Regions from separate parts of the Anas platyrhynchos genome. Here region 2 is linked to region 1. Evidence: chromatin contacts called from public Hi-C data. All regions are on one chromosome and are shown on one strand. The core of a region is the stretch at or near the end of the contact, and the rest is flanking DNA. Distances in the headings are between cores, read along the strand shown. Region 1 overlaps LOC101789803 (SAM and SH3 domain-containing protein 1). Region 2 overlaps LOC101789803 (SAM and SH3 domain-containing protein 1).

What was found. Hi-C and Micro-C count contacts between places; a contact is called where the count stands out from the background.
Region 2: a contact with region 1 is called in a Hi-C map of skeletal muscle, with 2.1 times the contacts expected there. The contact joins two enhancer-like sites. A contact is called at or near these places in 2 of 8 Hi-C or Micro-C datasets (skeletal muscle and subcutaneous adipose tissue).

What each region holds. Positions count from the first base shown.
Region 1 is chr3:52,718,765-52,722,123 of IASCAAS_PekinDuck_T2T, reverse strand. All of the region lies in intron 1 of LOC101789803 (SAM and SH3 domain-containing protein 1), which reads right to left. Among named protein-coding and RNA genes, the nearest start is that of UST, 230 kb to the left of the region's middle. Within about 2 kb of position 1,768, at least 1 of the 8 cell types and tissues checked has an H3K27ac peak or open chromatin away from gene starts, as enhancers often do. A contact at or near this core is called in subcutaneous adipose tissue, where this site is marked.
Region 2 is chr3:52,843,398-52,846,756 of IASCAAS_PekinDuck_T2T, reverse strand. All of the region lies in intron 4 of LOC101789803 (SAM and SH3 domain-containing protein 1), which reads right to left. Among named protein-coding and RNA genes, the nearest start is that of UST, 100 kb to the left of the region's middle. Within about 2 kb of position 1,861, at least 4 of the 8 cell types and tissues checked have an H3K27ac peak or open chromatin away from gene starts, as enhancers often do. A contact at or near this core is called in subcutaneous adipose tissue, where this site is marked.

The sequences.
Region 1 (3,359 bases), core at 519-3,018:
AGCTAATAATGAACATTTTTCTTCTATTCATCATCTTCAGTTACTTTCCCTCTTGAGATTCATTTATCACTAACTACTGAACCCGAGAAATAAAAAATAGGCAACATCCCCTTTTGAAATAATGGCTTAGAAGACCATTAAATCAAGAGGCAAAAAATGGATTTCTAAGATATATGCTAGACATTCCTGTAACAGCTGCAGGTTTGTCACAGGGGATGCGCAGCACCACTTCAGTACAGGTATTGGGGAAGGTAAGTTCACTGTGACAGCGGGAAGTGGGGAGCAGCACGTCGCTTTCTCAGATAAAACTGACAATAAAAGGAACAAAATTGCAGGGATGATGAGATCAACGGCGCTTTGAAGTGCAATTTGTGTTGCAGGAATTAGCCTAGGCTGATAGTTGGTGCACACTGAAAACCCCAAACACCCACCATAAAGCAGGTCATGCGAACCCTGCCACTTGTGCTGAGCTTCCAACCCGCCAGGGCTGCTGCTCGGGGCACTGACTGGCAGCACGGTGCCCCCGAGGCACCAAGTCACAGCCATGCCAGGGGACATGTCCCAAAACGCTCTTCCTACGGTATAGCAGGGCCCGAGGCTCCCCCAGGATCGCAGAGCCCCGCTGTCGTTCTGTCTTCCGCAGGGGAAAGGAGGGAGACAGAGGATTTGCACTTTAAAGAGCTCTTCTCTTGTAAGGTTCTGCTGTTGCACTGTCTTGTTACCCCTACACTGTTATTTTCCAACAAAATGAGCTTTTGAGACATCAGTCTGTGAAAACGCAGGAAAGCAAATCACTTACAGACACGAGGCAGAAGGAGCAGGACCATCCTCTTTGCTTTTGAGTAGGATGGAAGGAAGGGCTCCCCAAATTCCCTCTTACCTCATCCCTTGCTCAACCTTTTCTGGCATGCCAGGCAGCAACATGCATGCAGGATCGCTGCTGGAGCTGCTTGCCTGGTGTTCATGGACGTGCTTTCGCAAGGTTATTGCTTAAGCACTTTTAGGGGCTGTGAGCAAACCACTGAGCCAAGGGGAGGCTTCTGAGAGGTTTGCTCCAGCACCTGCAGGACACTGGGATGCACACGAAGGCACAGGTCTCTGATATTAACTGGTTCCGTATCTTCCTCACTGTCTCACTGGGATGCTGTCCAAATGCAGTCTCTCGCTCTAACTTGCTAGGTTAAAGCAAGTGCAGGGGATTCGAGCGATGACTGTCTTAAATTCCAGCTCGTTGGTCCCAAGCCAAAACGCAGGCGCCTGTGACGTCCCAAAGCGAAGCAATTTTAGCATGCAAGACTGCCCCTGTGCAGGAGAGACTCAATTTCAGCAGCTAGCAAGGCTGATAGCACAGCGCAGACCCTCCGTGATTTATTTCCACAGCTTTCCAAAGGCAGGGGGCAGCAGAAAGGAATGGGTGTAAATTTAATCTTTGCGTTTGGCCAGCATTGCCGTATGCTTTTTGCTTTTACGAAGCCAACACCAAGAAATAGTTCTTCGGGATCTTCCCTCAGTTTAGCCAACACAGCAGCTTTCCTCTACATATGAAGCCCCATGCTTCGGAAGCAGGGACAGCTTTCAAGAGCAAATTTGCATCTCAGTGCAGTGTGGACTGAGGGCAGGACCGGAGGAGGAGCAGAGGCTTCAACATCTGGTATTAATGGCACCAAATCATGTCACAGGTCAGCAAAGCAATTTTATCCACTAGGAGATTTCTTGACACTGATTGCTGTAATGCGGAGCTGCCAACAAGCCCAGCTATCCCTAGGCAGCAGCCTAGCAGTAAATAATCCCAGCTGTTTCCAGACTTTTGCATAGTGGGTACTGAAATGGATTCCCTGCTTAACGTCGCGGACAGCTAGAAAGAACAAAGCGTGAAATCAAATTCCATCAATCCCTGAAATTTGTTTATGCAATCCATTGTTACTGCTCATGGAATAGCTTTGGCAGGCAAAGGCCATGAGAAACCGTAGGCTTAGTTTATACAGAGCAATTTTTCCCATCTGCCATTTTTGTTGTCATATTTTTTTATATTGATTTCTCTTCGTGCAGCTTCAAGTTTAACCCGGGCAGAGCTGCATTGATCCAAGAAAGCCGAAGCAATTTGTCTCTCCCAGCGAAGCAGAAATGGGGCAGGAGACAGTACCTATCACCGCTTTTCAGTTACGAATACATTAGAAGCTCTTTCCCTTAGCCCCAATGTAGATTAAGGCTGTGCTTATGGCCTTCCATACAAATATTTCTGGTAATCCCATTTATCTCTGGCAAGCGAGATGAAATTCACACCGAGGAGCACGTTCCCCGGTAACTCCTTCACTCGCATCGGGAGGAGCTGACTCAGCACATGAATTATGGAACCGCAGCTGCCCGGAGCCGCACCACAGCCCGCGGGTTTACAAAGGAGATTTTCATTAACTATAAGCGGAATCACTCGGGCTCTACAACAAAGGGATGTGACTTGCGTCTACTCAGAGCCCCACTTTTTCCAAACGTGGAGCTAGCCCGTTCTTGTCAGCCGTAAGTGCATGTTTGCTTCTGCAGGGCAGCAGTTGGGTTTCCTTCCTCCAAACCCCTCTGGTCACTGCACAGTTGTGGAAGAGGAACCGTAAGACCCAGTGTAATCGTGCAGCAGAGTATTCGTCACACGTGGGGAGATGAGCAGAAACTGTTCGCCCCACTAAAGCAAAGTCTGAGATGGAGAGCTGCTCGCATCAAGCAGACGGAAGAAAACTATTCCAGTTAAAAACATCTCTGTGTAAGGCGACCACAAAGGCATCCAAATTGAAGGGTTGTTGTTTGTAACCATCGAAGCAGTGAGGTTTTTGGGGCTGCCAACCCAACTGTGCCAGAAAGTTCCTTTCAGCCCTTTTGTTTCTATGGTGTCTGTAGCCCTGACATGAAAAACCCCAGTGACACAGGAGTACTTACAGATACATTAAAAAAAAAAACACCAAAATGTAAATTATAGAAATTGTTATATATCGAGCAATTAATCTAGCTTAATTTTAAGGCTTTTCAATGAGAAGGCTCCACCGTGACACTGTTAGAAAGCATGGTCACTTGCATTCACAGCCCCCTTTCAGGGCACTCCTAAGTGGGATGAAATCCAAAGGGTTTTATTTACCAGCAAAGCTTCATGGGGGACAAAGTGTCAACCGCAGGACACTTGCAATTCTTTTTAGCTAATGAGCACTGCTAGATTATTGTGTGACAGCAAGAATATGCCCAGGGAATAGCCCCCCAATCACTTCATCCTCCCTGGAATATGCTTTTTTGAGATAAATCATAATAAATACGATGTGCCAATCGTCTAACCCATTGGGAAAGAGCAGGCACAGGAGCGACTTGGTGCAAATATGAGA
Region 2 (3,359 bases), core at 612-3,111, 120 kb before region 1:
CTTTAACACACAGCTACATCTCGTTTATGGCACATAAAATCCACAGGTGCATAGCACCATCTGTTAATGAAACCACTACTGCTATGATCTTCAATAAACTGATACTGGCCCTCTCCTTTTTCCCGGTGACTATAGACCATTGAGGAAAATGTTTTTCATGGGATTTTCAATCTACACATATTATTCACATTCATAGCAGCAGACAAGCTGATGTAAAAGCCCACGCTGGCTTCTGTCGCCAAGCCATTTGGTTATCTGCGTGCATTAGAAATGGCCCAGTCACATAATTAGTATCAAAAACTGACAGACTTGTAACTGCTCCTGACTGAACACAAGGTAATTTATCTAACCAGAGCTGGCACAGGGAAGAAAATGGGTCTTTGGTATTTTTATCAAATTTGCATGAACCTGAAGAGAAAGCAGGCCTGCAAGATTCTGACCTTGATGGCACCAGTGTGAGAAAGAGATGGAAAGCAAAGACGTTTCATTCAATTATCTTCTCATTAGGTTTCCATAGCAATGGCTCTTTAAGCAGGTCAAAACTTTCTCAGTGGAAACAAACATGGGGCTGCGTGTGGCTGTGTGTGCGTGTCCCCCACCACGACCACGGTGGAGCCACCGAGCTGCCCGTGGGCACCCAACATGGAAGCCGGTGGCGGGGCTGCGTCGCACATCGCCCAGGCGGCCTACGGGGCTGAGGCAGGGGCAGATCGCTGTCAGCCCAAAGCTCGTCCACGGCCAAGCATGAGGCAGCCAAGGTGACGCACTGCGTGCACTGCTCGCAGTTTGGCTTCCTCGTGAAAGGCGGCCTTCACGCTGCCCAGCACCCAACTTCCAGGACAGAAAGCTCCTGCCAGCGGCTCGGCTCCGAGGAGCACTGGTCCCCCTCCTCACGTGTCCCAGGCGGTGCTTGGCTGGCCTCTCGCTCCCATTGTGAGGGTTATTGTGGGAGTTTCCTGCCCTACTTCTCTGGAGGAGGCTGTTTAAAGGCAGCATGAATAATTTGGCTTTGACTAAATCAGGCCTCAAACAAGTGACAACGGGGCCGTACACATTCACTGCTTCTTTTTGATTCCTGCAAGCACAGGGTATAAAGAAATGCATCTTAAATGAGGACATCTCCAGTACGGCAAGCTTTTACTTCTTCCTTTTTTTCCTTCCAACACTCCTTTCCATTTTTAACCTACCCAAAAGGAACAATTTATTCCGTCAGTAATTAAGTGCAGCCTTTGGCATCCTCACTTTAGGGTTTTGTTTGTTTTCTGCTTTGTTCTCCTCAGTTTCTGCCCTCTCCTTGCCTCACGTCCTCTGGCAGAGGACTCCTGTTTCTTTGCAGAAGAGCTTTCAAATATCTGCCAAAGTTAATTCGGGCACCCTGTCAAGTTGCCAGAATCAAATATGACAGAATTTAAGCCCCCCCATCCATGACCTGGAGTGATGATTTAATAACCTCCTGCTTTCAGAGCTTGACCTCTAGTTTGGATGCAGTAGGGGAAGAGGATTAGGAAATCTAGCGTTAAAAACTACTGGCAAAGGCCAGTAGATTAGTGTACCAAAGGGGGCAGAATTTAGGCTTGCATGAACTCTGCTGCAAAATGAAAGCTGTTTTTAAAGACTGCTGTTTTCAGCAGCAAACACTGCTGAACATGGGGACACAAAACTGCAGGCACTCTCCCAGCCTCGGGCTGATGCGGAGTTCAAGCTTATTCCGCAGGAGTGTGACCGGTGTTACTATGGCACGTCCACTGCAGAAAATCCTTAAGAACAGATTCAGTCAATAGTTCCTCCTACAGGGCCGACAACATGCAGATAACCACTTCTGTTGTGGCTTCACTGGCTGGCTGCTAACAGCCTCAGAGAAAACCCCAACTACTGAGCAGCCTGCAACTCCTCCTCTGACATCCACAACAAGTAACCAAGGAGCCGGCCAAACTGCATCCACTCAACATGGGAGAAGCTCGGTTTGAGACGTGCACCCTGTACATGCGGAGCACACGACAAAGATACTCACTCTGCAGAGCAGCTGAAGCCAGGAGCTGAGCACGCAGCTGCCAGAGGGACAGCAGCTCCCCTGTGCTGGAATGCAAAGCCCCCGAGCAATGCTGCCCCATACGTGTGAGCTGCTTGCCAGCATCTTCTGCTCCGTGAGGCTGTTTCTGCTCAGCTTCCTGCTCTGGCAGAGTCTGGGATTTCAGTATTCAGGATCATTGGGCAGAAAACATTTAAAATGTACTGAGCTGCAGGCTGAGAAGTATAGCTAGACAAAACATGGCACTCGATATGAAGTATGACCATTTACTTGGTCAGCAGTGTTCTTGAGTGGTACAGATCTAGAAAGAGATGGTGACTCATGCAGAAGTTGTCAATTGATAACATTCACTGGCACGCAAAGGTGGTAAGAATGCCTGTGAAATGCCACAAGCATTGCCCCATGCATTATTTTGTGTCCTTCCTTTCTCTAGCAGCTGCAAATAAAAAGAATGAGTGCACAGGAGTGAGAGACTGTACCTCATCCTGCCTGTATATAGTGCTCTTGGGTCTCTCACCCACTTTTCTCTCTTTCCGGGCAGTTCTCTGATGCACCATGTTTGAAATTTGCCCAGAGGCTGCTGGAGTGAGCAGTGAGAGCAAGCAGATCTATTTCCCAAGAGGGAAAATACACAACTTCCCCTCTGCAACATCCCCAGTTCTTCTGAAAACAGGATGAGAGTCAGGATGCAGAAGCCTGACTTCAGGGGACTGGGTTTAACCTGGATTTCCTGGCAAACATGCAGAGCTCATCAGTTTGTCATGTAGGCCTGAATACTCAAAAATGGAACAGGCTAAAAGTTGAATTACATTGTTTTAAATGCTCTGTTTACAATTATGAGAAAACCCTGCTCAGTCCCCTGCCTGGGTAAACATCCTTGGGGTGTTGCCATCACTTTGAAATAATAGGGATTGTATATACAAACACATCCCCAGATCAACATGCTATGGGGACAAAGAGGGAATAGTAACTACGAAGAACACACTTACTGCCTATTTGCTACAGTGATTATTCTTCTGGCAAATCAGAAGTCAGGGTGTCTAATTGCAGCACTTGCAGTTCTGGGGAGATTTCTGTTTAAAATGAAATGTCACGGATAGAGATGCTGCTGCCACTTTGCTGGAGGCAGACTGAGAGTCTGCAAAGTTACACCAGCACCCCAACTGATGCTGTGACTGCCGTTTAAAAGAAGGAAATTTTGGAAAGGGCAAAGGGAAATGAAATTAATTAGTAAGAGAGAAAAAAAAAAAAACGAAAACAACTATAAACACCTCATTCCATGCCTTCCATTATTTGCTGAATATTATATGGCTAGGAAGCCTGCCCAACT